Regions from separate parts of the Mus musculus genome. Here region 2 is linked to region 1. The links are chromatin contacts, called in public ChIA-PET maps. All regions are on one chromosome and are shown on one strand. The core of a region is the stretch at or near the end of the contact, and the rest is flanking DNA. Distances in the headings are between cores, read along the strand shown. Region 1 overlaps Rptor (regulatory associated protein of MTOR, complex 1). Region 2 overlaps Rptor (regulatory associated protein of MTOR, complex 1).

Evidence for each region. ChIA-PET counts read pairs in DNA pulled down with a chosen protein or histone mark.
Region 2: an RNA polymerase II ChIA-PET map of effector CD8 T cells shows a contact between it and region 1, with 6 read pairs. The contact joins two enhancer-like sites. A contact is called at or near these places in 2 of 484 Hi-C or Micro-C datasets (bone marrow-derived macrophages and spermatogonial stem cells), 3 of 115 datasets of contacts at active chromatin or transcription factors (bone marrow-derived macrophages, effector CD8 T cells and memory CD8 T cells) and 1 of 9 other capture datasets (embryonic stem cells).

The regions. Positions count from the first base shown.
Region 1 is chr11:119,674,542-119,680,413 of GRCm38.p6, forward strand. All of the region lies in intron 3 of Rptor (regulatory associated protein of MTOR, complex 1), which reads left to right. Among named protein-coding and RNA genes, the nearest start is that of Rptor, 75 kb to the left of the region's middle. Within about 2 kb of position 2,465, at least 132 of the 459 cell types and tissues checked have an H3K27ac peak or open chromatin away from gene starts, as enhancers often do. A contact at or near this core is called in effector CD8 T cells and memory CD8 T cells, where this site is marked.
Region 2 is chr11:119,873,189-119,879,215 of GRCm38.p6, forward strand. It overlaps Rptor (regulatory associated protein of MTOR, complex 1), which reads left to right. Exons shown (of 34, transcript NM_028898.3): 24 at 966-1,076. Among named protein-coding and RNA genes, the nearest start is that of Chmp6, 38 kb to the right of the region's middle. Within about 2 kb of position 4,088, at least 16 of the 459 cell types and tissues checked have an H3K27ac peak or open chromatin away from gene starts, as enhancers often do. A contact at or near this core is called in effector CD8 T cells and memory CD8 T cells, where this site is marked.

The DNA.
Region 1 (5,872 bases), core at 1,215-3,714:
GTGTGCATAGAGCGCTTTCCTGCTTAGATACTCTCATATGGCTGAGGGCAGAGTAAGGAGGCCTGATATCCATGAGAGCCTCTTAGTAGGTGCAGACTTCATGCTGAGAGGAAATTTGCACAGAACAGCTCAGATGTGTGATCCCCAACTGTAAATCAGGATCCTTTGAAACATTGCAAAGCTAAACATGCACCACTTTATTGTCCTCTACAGAGCTCTTGTATTTCTGCAGTAATAAAGAGAGGTTGATGTGCCATCTGCAACAAAACAATAGGGATGTTATTAAATTCCAAGACCTCTGATGGAAAGACCCTGGATTCAGTTTTCTCTTCCTCCGTATGCTTTATTGCACCACTCACAGAGGTCGGGTAGTCTGCAGTGAGGTCATTCCGTTCATGTTTGCTGAAGTCACTGTGGCCTGGACATTGGTGTGGGTGGGAACAAACAGCAGTGTTAATCTCCACAGCAGAAGGAGCAGAGACCTGACTGCACCCTAAGGAGCCAGGGTGCCTGGCATGCTGCCCATTGCATTGCTTGTGCCCAGCTGCCACATTTTCTCATTTTCTAGCTGTGATTATTCAAAATCAGATACTTTGATAAAGGTGAATTTGGTTCAGTAAAGAATTTAGAGAAGCCATTGTGATTTTATTTCCAGAGGCTGCCAGACTCTGTATTAGGCCGTATTTCCTTGCCTGGCTGATTGATAGTTTATCGGTTTGCACTGGTGGAATGTCTGTTCCTAGTTACATTTAAGACTTTCCTTATTACCTTTAGGTAATAGACTTTAGCTTTGCAGGAGAGCAAAGGGAAAATGCCAGCCGTGGTTTCTGTTGAAAATTCACCAGTAAAGCCCTCTTATGTCATGATGAGCCTCAAGAGGAAGTCTTATGGGAGCTGAGAGCAAAGGCTTTTGGGCTTTTAGGAGTTTGCCTGACAGATTGAGGTGCTGGCAGTTTAGCACAAGATGCAAGTTTAGGAGCTGAGGTAGCTGACATGGAGCACTCGCCAGGTCTCCTTTACCTAAAGCATGGAGTGGGAGGCACTCTGCTGGGGTAGGTCCCAGCTCTCCTGTGGCTCCCAGGTAGGTTCTGTGGGAGTCATTACCGTTTACTGTGGGAGGTAAGGAGGGTTGGTGCACCTGTAACAGTTGGCAGGGAGCTGAGGTGACCACTGAACGGGCCTGTTTGCCAGGCAAGGGGACAGGCTTTTCGCTGTGAGTGCACATAACTGTAGGAGCTCTTTCTCATCTTGGCCAGCAGGAATGAATGGCAAAGGCTCTGTGCAGTCACCGTGGCGTTTCAGGGAGCTGAGTGGTCAGTAGGAGCCACACACTCCTGTTTCCCGAGGCTGCAGTCAGCAGGTCTTAAATCTTAGCTCCTCTGCAGTGCATTCTTGTATCTGTCACAGTGGATTTGTAGTCAACGAATGAAACATGTTTTTATAGATCTTCTCAACAAGCAGTGGACTTGGGAAGTGGGGTCTCTCTCCAGCAAAGCAAGGCTCCTGGGCACACTCCTCCTCTGAAGAGCAGCCATCTTAGCTTTGTGATCGGGTTGTACACTTGGACTGCACACATGCCTTGTTAGCTGCTTTCTAGGAAGTAGAGCTGACGTGGCCAGGGACAGACACATTTCTTTCTGTTGGGTTTACAGGCTTGTCCTGTGGGGTTTAGGCACAGGTGTTTGCAGAGCCTAGTGTTTATGTGCACGTCCGTACTTCTGGGTTGCAGGGGCTGGACCTATGTGCCTCCTCCCTTAAGCAGGCTAGCTGCAGGTTGTTGGGAAGCCTGAGGGGTCAAGCATGGAGTACTGCTCCAGCTCTCTCTCTCCTTCCCTGCTGCCTACACCCTCAGAGCCCTCGAGAGGGGCTTGGGGTCCTACTAGCCTCTTCTCTGGACTGCTCCTGGTTCCTGTGTCAGAAGGCTCTACATGCTTGCTCTGCTCTAAGGGAGGAGCGGGGTGGGACGGATGGTGCTAGTGCTCCTCCTCACCCCACCCTAGTGTTCTCTATGGGATTTACAGTGGGATGTGCTGCACACCAGTACTGGTGCAAGTCAGTGTGCTCTGCCTTACTCGGGAGCGCGTCAGAGTTGCATGTGGACAACCTGAAAAGAAGCGAGTGGAGCTCAGGGGTGGAGTGGGGGTGCTCAGAGATCACTGTGGAGTAGCCTGCCTTGAACTAGTAGTGGTGGCTCTCAGCTTGGGACAATCACATTTTGATAGAACAGTACTGCCCATCTGGACACAGCACTATCATGGCATCGATGTCACTCCTTTGTAGGCTGCCCCTATGTCATGACTGTGCTATCCTCCTGACTTCCTCTGCTGGCAGCCTTCTCTTTCCTCCAAAATAGCTGGATTCTCTGTGGAGCCAGAGCTTGGGCATGATCCACCTGTCTGTGTTTCTGTGACAAACTGCAAGTGAGGGCTCCTAGCCACGGGCAGAATTGTAGCTGAATGACTCATACTGACATGATTCAAACTCTTGTGTGATGCGCTTTGCCCCTGATCTCATTAAATTTGTAAGATGGTGTAGATGTGTCTTGTGGCAGTCTTGGGGTTAACCATTGTGTTGTGATAGTCTCCCTTAGCTGCTTCCTGCCCAGATGTTAGCAACTGTCCCCAAGACAAACATTTTGCATGTTTTTCTGCTCTGGCCATAATCTTGTACCAGCCTGTTTCCCCTCCTCTTTCCTCTCTTCTTGCCTGACAGCCTTTCCATGCAGCATGTTCAGGGACAATTCCGATGGATGCTCTTCAGCCGAAAGGCTTATTAGTCAGCCCTGCCCACGCACTTCCTGTCTTGCCCTGTCCCCAAAGGCCACGGTGTTACAACAGCCCTCTGGATGTGGAACTTAGATCTAAAACCAGTTCCAAACTTGCAAACCTAAGCTGCCATTTTAGCTAATGAGAGCACAAAGGAGTCGCCATCTCTTGACTACCCATTCTTTTGAAAGCTTACACATACTTTAGAGAAAGGTAGGTTGTGGAGATGCGTCTGCTTTCACCTGCAGGATGTATCATGCTGTGTGACTAGAGTGCTGTGGGACTCCAGCTTTCTTGAAAGTGGCGTTATTTGCAGTCCCTGTGTCAAAGGCTCGCTCTCAGAGGCAGTGGGAAGGGTGAGTGGTGCACAGAGTAGGTTCCAGCCGTCCACCACTGCTCCTCCTCTCCCTCCCTTGCTGTGCTGCATCAGGCTCTGAGGATTGCCCTCGGCCTTGCTGTCTCTGCCTTGGTGAGAGGGCAGGTAGCTTAGCGGCTGTGGAGAGACTCTTGGCTTTGGTCTGGCCAGATTTAACAGTGACATTCTTTAGCCCTTTACCCTGACTTCAAGTGCTACTGCTTCATTCTTCTCAGACTGAAAATGGAAGTTGAAGCTGGGGTGGGCATGGTGGTGTAGACCTTTTATCCCAGTACTTGGGAGGCAAAGGCAAGGGGCATCTCTTGAGTTGGAACCTAGCCTGGTCTACAGAGTGGGCTGAGGACAGCCAGGGCTGCACAGAGAAACCCTGTTTGGGAACAAACAAACAGACAAACGGTAAGTGGAGGGCTGATGGGAATAATATTGAGCAGGTCAGCCCCAGCACCCAGAGGGTCCTTGATGCCCAGCCTTCTTCCTGAGTGGTCCCCAAGCCACACTAGGACACACACGCTGCCACTCTGAAACTTTCTACCCCAGAGAGTTCCTTCATACCTACCCTCCTCATCCTGCTTGCTGTCTCCCTGTCTCTAGTATTGTCTGAAGAGCAAGCACCTCTCCACCTCTGCTGCTCATCTTGTAAAGAGGGCTCAGTCCTTTCCTCATAGCCTCCCAAGGATCTCTCTCACCACTCTGCCCTCCCGATGAGGTCAGCGTTTCTGTTTGACAGATTTTGACAAAGAAACCATGCTTGCTGAAGACTGAATCTATAACTCACCCAGCCTCTGGCACCTATGCCTTTATTACTTGGGTGGGCTTTGGAACCTGCGGCTGTGCTTGAGAATGCCTGGTCACATGGTGCTGGTACAGGTGTCATGGTATAACTGGAGCTGCTGACAGTCAGGAAGCAGAAGGCAGGGAAGGCTGAGTTTGAGAGTGCCAAAGGGAGTCCCCATATGCTCACTGCACGCCACTGTGAAAGCTGTAAAGTTATTCCCCAGCTGAACAAGAACTTGCTGAGTGGGGGAGTTGTGCAGTGATTCGGAGGGAATGGTTCTGAACGCTTCCCATGTTATTTGACTTCACTTTGTAAAAGATCCACATGTCACGGAGGTGCCTGCACACCTGGTTGGTCACCATAGCATCAGGACCTCCTTGTGTAGTTGAATTCAATGGAGACATTGAAAATAATTGGAATAAAATTCACATAATATGCCGGGCAGTGGTGGCGCACACCTTTAATCCCAGCACTTGGGAAGCAGAGGCAGGCGGATTTCTGAGTTCGAGGACAGCCAGGGCTACACAGAGAAACCCTGTCTCAAAAAACAAAAAACAAAACAAAACAAAACAAAAACAAAAAAAAAAAAAAAGAAAAAAGAAAAAAAGAAATTCACACAACATCAAACCCACACTTATTTATTTTGATGTGTGTATAGATGTCTTCCTTAGTCACTTTTCACTTGATATTTTTATTTATTTTGGGACAGGGTCTCTTCATTGAATTTAGGAAGATGGCTCAGTATATAAGGTATTCTCTGTGTGAGTGTGGATGTGATTTTAAACCCCTAGAACCCAAGTCAAAGCTGTGTGTGCTTGTGTGTGCCTATAACTTTAGTACTGTAAGAAGCAGGGCTGGAGAGGCCCTGCTTCAGGGGAATGAAGTAGAGAGTGACAGAGCAGGACACTTGACATCCTCCTCTGGCATCTGTGTGCAACCTCACACACATACACACAGAGGCAGAGCCGCAGAGCCACAGAGCCACAGAGCCACAGTTACACAGGCACACAGGCACACTCTTGCACATAATACACAGGTATATGGACTTGTACTGCTGTTCGAATGGTGCAGTGACCTGAAAGCACTTTGCCTTGCCGTGTGGCTTCACTGTCATAGGCTGTAGCTCCACGTATATGTAAACCTGGAAGACATATACATGGACATATACGTGGATGAAGCCAGCAGAACACTTCTTCACCTGCCTGAGCATTCTGCTTCTCCTGTGTTCTGCCCTATTTAGGATCATGGTCCTACAACTTGAAGATGTTTGCTTAGAACTGTTTGAAAACTTCTTGAAAGGGTCTGCCCCTTCCGACCTTCATCTGCCTCTTCTTTTTCGGATCTAGTTGGAGCTTGAGAGACTTCCTCATGCCCACTTGTCTCTTAGATTTTTGTCCTGACTGGGCTTTTGATCTGCCTTCTAGCATGGTTCCGGGCTGGTTGGGTGTTAAGTCTGCTGCGTGCTTGGAGATTGCTCCTCCACTGGAGCACATCCATAGCCCACACAGACACTTCTGAGATGGAGACACCGTTCCCGTTCACCCTGGCTGACACTGCTGTCGTGTTGCATGTTATAGTTAGCTGGCCATGAGGCCTGCCTATGGAGGCTGAGTTCTGAGTCTCAGTGTGAGCTTTAGAACCTGTGACTGAGAAGAGACTAGGCCACATAGAGGACACTACTCCGTTCATACTGTGCCCACGGTGCAGCCATGGGTGACAGGACACGGGGAGCTGTTCAGTAGAGTGGTGGAGTGGCCAGGCAGCCCGGGGAGCTTCTTCTCATTTTTGTAAGGATTATAAACATCTGAATTTAGCTTTCATTGAATAGCTTTTAATGAGTACCAGGTAGAAAGAAATCCCACATGAGAAGGCATCTGGCAACATTAGTTTCCTTAGCCATACATAAATCAATGCTCCTTGCACCTCAGAAGTGTCCTGCACGACCCAAGGCACCTT
Region 2 (6,027 bases), core at 2,838-5,337, 200 kb after region 1:
CACCCCTTACCAGTCCCTTACCCCTGCCCTGGACAGCTCCAATGACTCTTAAGCACCTTGACAGCCAGTAAGTTCCGAGTACAGTCAGCATCCTGGTTGACCCCTGACATAGCTGGGAGCAGGTGGAGAGGACTGTGGTCTAGGGGAGCCATGCACCAAGTAGAGGGTCTATGCAACCTTCCCCACATCAGAATTCTCAAATGGAGCCAAAGCTACTGCTTCCAGGAGGCCAGTGAGCCCATCTCCCACTATGACCCCTGAGAGTGGGAGGCCCTCAACTGCCAACATGCAGTCTGGGCCATTTCTTTAGCCCTGGACTAAGCACAGGGCACTGGCAGAGGGCATGGAAGGAGAAGACGGCTGACCCTGGTGGCCAGGACCTCCCTGCTCCCGTAGTGGAGAAGAGTAAAGTACAGTCATTTGAGCCTCATTTGAGCTCTGACTCACCTGCGCTTGGCTGTGCCTTTGTCATTGTTTTCTATGGCTGATGAAGGACAACCTATGCTGGTTAGCAGGGACCTGGCACAGACACATGAGCTGAGCACACAGGCCCGCCTGCCCATGTGGCTCAGGTAATAGGAGTCAGCGAGACTGGGCTGGCCATGGGGAACAGCAAGGCAGATCCAAGGTCCTCAGGAGTACTAGGCAAGCACTCATCCACTGAGCCACACCCAGCCTTGACCCTGCTTCTCAGTCAGCACCCAGCCCTGCCCAGGAACTTCAGACTGCAGTGAGAAGTGCTCACCTGGCACGGGGTTGTTCACTGTCACTTTCTCAAGTAAAACAAGTAGAGGATGCCAGGCTCACAGTCATGAGCGTACAATCTCAGCACTCAGGAGCCTGAGGAGCAAGACCAGGACTCCAAGCCAGCCTAGGCTACGTAGTGAGACTGTTTCTCAAAAACTAAAGTCAGTACAGGAACAATGAGCCTAAAGTGTTTTCTCCTGATTCTGCTCTCTCTCAAGACCACAGATGATGCAGATGATGCTGCCGGACACAAGAGCTTCATTTGTGCCTCTATGCAGACAGGGTTCTGTGACTGGAGTGCCCGCTACTTTGCCCAGCCAGTCATGAAGGTGAGTGCTTAGTCCTGCACAGCCTCGGTGCCCCCGGAAGCTGGCGTCCTCTTGCTGCTTTCTCACTGCCACGTGCCCTTGCTGCTGGTTCTTGTTCCTTGTTCCTCGGACCCATCCTGTCCCTGTCTTTGGCTTGCTGAGCCCTGTTAGCCCAGCTGACCTGAGCAGATGGCCTGGGATTTATGAGCGGAGTTGGGGCTGTGCTCGTTATAGTCAGCCTCACCTTGGGTTCTGTGGCTCCTGTCATACTTTGCTTACTGTTGGGGGGTGACAGCAAACTGCTGTCATGGTGCAGGTGTCAACACCTAAGACAAAAGAGCCAAAGTCCTCCTGATTTCTCAAAGAAAGCACAGGCAAAGCCCTACCATCTAGAACCTGCCAGCACTCCATGTCACCGTGTTCTCACTGGCAGGGTCTAACTCTGTGTTGGAGTTAGAGTGAGAACATGAGTGTGAGGCTCTCCCTCCCTGTCCTTGAGCTGTGCTTGGTGACTGAGTACTCTGGGACAATGGGGATCTGCAAAGCTGTCTTCTGGTTCTTGCTCTGCCGTAGCTCTCTTGATACCAAGCATGAAAGGTAGTATTGTAAAGAAATCAGCCTGCAAATCTTCCAGGTGTGGGAGTCAAGCTGTAGGAACAAGACAAGGCCCATAGCTGCCCACTGACCTTACTTCCCAGTACCATGTTGTCCTCACAGAGGGGAACAACGTGCCCTTCTGATTCTGGGACAGCAGTTAAGACAGGAAGTACATGGTCTGGACTTGTGCAGTGAGCAAGAGCTGCCCAGAACTCAGGGTGGGGGCACTCAGACACTGGGTAGAGCCATGTGGGCCAGCAGTTTACCAGCAGTGTGGCTTCCCAGGACAGTTTGTGCTATGGCAGGGGAAGTTAATATGTAGAATATAGAAACAGGCCACCTGCTTCCCTCTCACTGTGGTGGCAGTGACTGTCAGTATTGGTGACTCCCTGGGACACTAATGAGAAGCTTTCTTTGAAGACATTGACAATTACTTGATCTCTGCCATCCTTGTGTGGTGACTCGGGGAAGGGCACGGGGGTCTCAGAATGCATGGCCCTTAGACTTAAAACTGAAGCCAGTGTGTTCCCAAAGCACTGTCCTAGCGTGAGCACACCATGGCTGAGTACAGGGCACTGGGTGAGCATCCTCAGATCTCAGACGCTGGCGACAATGGCTAGGCCTGATCCTTAGGAAGGATCTACTGTGCGGTGTGTACTGTGCTGGCTCCTCAGCTCGGCATAGGCCAATGCCTCCGTACTCTCCTGCAGTACATACGGCATGTAAGAGTTCCCACCACAGGAGTCAGGGACACAAACACTGCAGAGACAATGGCCAAGAAGAACCCCTAGGACAGTGGTTTTCAACCCATGTGACCCCCTGGGGGCTGATATATCAGATATTCTGCATATCAGATATTTATATTATAACTCATAACAGCAGCAAGATTAAAGCTAGGAAGTAGCAACAAAAGTAAATTTGTGGCTGGGAGTCACCTCAATATGAGGAACTGTATTAAAAGGTCATAGCATTGGAAGGTTGAAAACCACTGCCCTGGGCCTATTGCCCCATACAGAAGTGACAAGGAACATTTAGCAAATAAGCAAACGTTGTTTTCCTGCCGTGCTGACGAGCCTGTCGTCGTCTCAGCGCTGTTTGGTTGCAGCCTGCAGTGACAGAGGGGAAGCAGGGCGTGCTTTATCTTATTTGAAAGGCGCTTTAACCCTCATGCCATGTTGCTGTAATGGTGCATCAGGACCTTCTGCTGCTGGCCTGCATACGGGAGAAGTCAAAGTTGTAAGGCTGTGGCTGCCTCTCAAGGAGTAAAGAGTGTCAGAGGTGTGTAAGGAACAAAAACAGCTTCAGAGAGGAAACGTGTCGGTGGTGTAGCAGGTATTGCCTCACGGTGCCACAGAATGCCTAATGAGGGGCACAGTCAGAAAGCAGAGACTGCTGGAGCTCACCTCACTTTCCCCTTTGCCTTAGTCCAGGGTCCCAGGCTTGAAATCCCTACATCTAAGGCGGGTCTTCCCACCTCAGCTAACCTAGTCCAGATAATCCATTCTAGTCATGCCACAGCTTTGTTTCCATGGAGATCTTGAATTCCATCAGGTTGACAGGATTAGCCATCACTGACAGCAGTGAGCACCTAATGGTTAGGACTGAGTGTACAGAGCTCATGGCCAGATTGCATACAGGTCGATAGGACCCATGGAAGCCCTCTTCCTGTGCAGGACTCCACAGCTCAGTATCTGCTGTGTGATCCACAAAACAATGTTAGTGACAGCCTGTCCTGTACATTGAATTTAGTTTTGAATAGGAATGTTTTTCTTCTCTGAGTTGGCAAATTTCAAACACTGATTCTGTCCAGAACTTGCCTCCTAAAGGAGAGAAGAATGCAAACATCTAAAGATGCTGTTATAGTAGGGAATTGCCACGATGCCAGACAACGCTGTCAGACTGTGTCTATCCCCAAGACCGGTGGCCTTTCTGAGGAGGGCATTCCACTAAATGTGTGCGTGTTGCTCGTCCAAAGGTGTGTCATGTAACACTGTTTATAATACTCAAGAATTGCAAACCAAAACAGAACATTAATTAAGAACATTCATTTAACATGCCACATCCATAGACTGGGTGGCACCATATAGACATTAAAGAGTCTGTTTTCTCTCTGGGCACCATGAACAGAAAGTGCCAGCGTGTCGGAGCACAGCCCTGCACCTCAACCCAAGGCTTAAGGCACTTGTGCTGTGCAGCTCCTGCTCTTGGATAATTATGCACATCCATGAATCTGGCTCCGAGCACATTATTAAGAAGTCAGAAAATGGGAATTGTGAGGCTAAATGAAGTCACCGTAATACACACAGCTTCAGCTTGATTTTACTACATTTGCTCAAGGTGCTGCAAGGCCACTCTTTCACCTCACGCGTGAGTTCTGAGTCTGTGTAGAAGCAGGAAGCCCTAGGCTGATTCTGTTGTCCTGCTGTGGTAAAGCTGGAAAGGCGTCACTGCACCCCAGAAGTGAGTGTGGCGTAGGGTGGAGTCCTGACTGCTCTTGACTCTGCAGCACGAGGGCTGAAAGGACAGGAAGGCACCTTTGTCAGACAGGGTTGGACGCATCAGGGAGAACTCCTTTATGTAACCATGGGTCTCCAGAGACTGAGTGGAGAGGACCCACCCTCAGGGCCTCTTTGTACAGCTGCTCTGCACTGCCTGTGTGTGTGTATGTGACATGGCCTGTAAGACATAGTAGGAAGACCAATATCAGAGATAGGAGCCTGGCAGAGAGGAGCAGCATCTGTGACAGAGACACCAACACACACACTCTTTCTCAAGGACACACCTCACAGGCCCACCATGGAAAGGGAGCAGGTGCTGCTATCTCCAGACACTGGAAACTCAAGAGTAAAAGAAAAGTCACTGATCCAGACTCATAAAGGAGAGGGAACAGTCACCACACAGTCCACCCTTAGAGCCTGAGGCACAGGCCCTGCTTACAGCTCTGCAACAGAGATCCTCCTTTTTTTTTTTTTTTTTTTTTTTTTTTTTGGTTTTTCAAGACAGGGTTTCTCTGTGTAGCCCTGACTGTCCTGGAACTCACTTTGTAGACCAGGCTTGGCCTCGAACTCAGATCTGCCTGGGATTAAAGGCATGCGCCACCACGCCTGCAGCAGAGATCTTCCTGATCACCAACAGGTCAGCTGGCCCCAGCAGGAGGCTCAGCAGCTGACCTCTGACCAGAGGAGGAAGAACACAGAAGCCCTGAGGTACCCACGGGAGGGCATAAAGCGAGCCCAGCTCAGCTCCACACATCAGCCATAAGAGACCAAGCTGTTTACCTTGCTCTCTGCCATTCTGCACATTAAGTGTGGGATTCATTTAAAAACTATAAAAAGTCCAAAATTGTCAGGTAGGCACTGTCAAGAGACAGAGCCAGTCATAATGGGACTCAAGTCTGAGGCAGCCCAGATGTTGGAGCTAACAGAGATGGAGTATGAATAACTGAATAGACAAAAACCACACAACAGGACACGTGGCTCATACTGTAGATCCCAGCAATTGGGAGGCAGACAGAGAGTATTGTCATGAGTTTGAGGCCAACCTTAGCCATGTGGTGAATCCCAAGATGCCCTGGCTACAGAGTAAGACCTTATGAAAAATGAATTAAAATACTGAGGCTAATGGAAAAAAGTGGAGAGTGTGCATAAAGAGGAATTTCAACCAAATTGGAAAGTAAGGAAGGGCCCAGTGAGGTGGCTCAGTGTATAAGAGTGCTCACCACTAACCTGACAGCCTGACTTTGAGCCCCAAAACCTCATGATAGAAAGAGAACCGAATATATATATGGCTGGAGAGATGGCTCAGCAGTTAAGAGCACTGACTGCTCTTCCAGAGGTCCTGAGCTCAATTCCCAGTAACCACATGGTGGCTCACAACCATCTGTAATGAGACCCGATGCCCTCTTCTGGTGTGTCTGAAGACAGCGACAGTGTGCTCATATAATACACATACACACAATTTAAATAGAAGGTTGCTAGGCTGTGGTGGAACACACCTTTAATCTCACACAGGGAGGCAGAGACAGGTAGATCTCTGTGAGTTCAAGGCCAGCCCGATCTACTTAGTGAGACCCTGCTCAAAAGACAACAAGATCACATGTCGGTGGATCAGAAGACCTGTTGTTAAGGTGGTGATGGTGTTCCTGAAAAAGATCTGTAGATTTCCAGCTCTTTCTCTTTGAAAACTGGCATGTTTGATGCTGGGTCCCTATGGAAATGTAAAGAACAGAAGACAAGACATAAAAGAATAAAAAAGCAAGAAGGCTTACACTTCTGATTTCAAACTTCCATGTTGGTGCTAATTAAGTCTGTGTGATCTGGACATGAGGGGAGATGGGTAGCAAAGCATGCCTACCATCCCCACTGCGACCATAAAC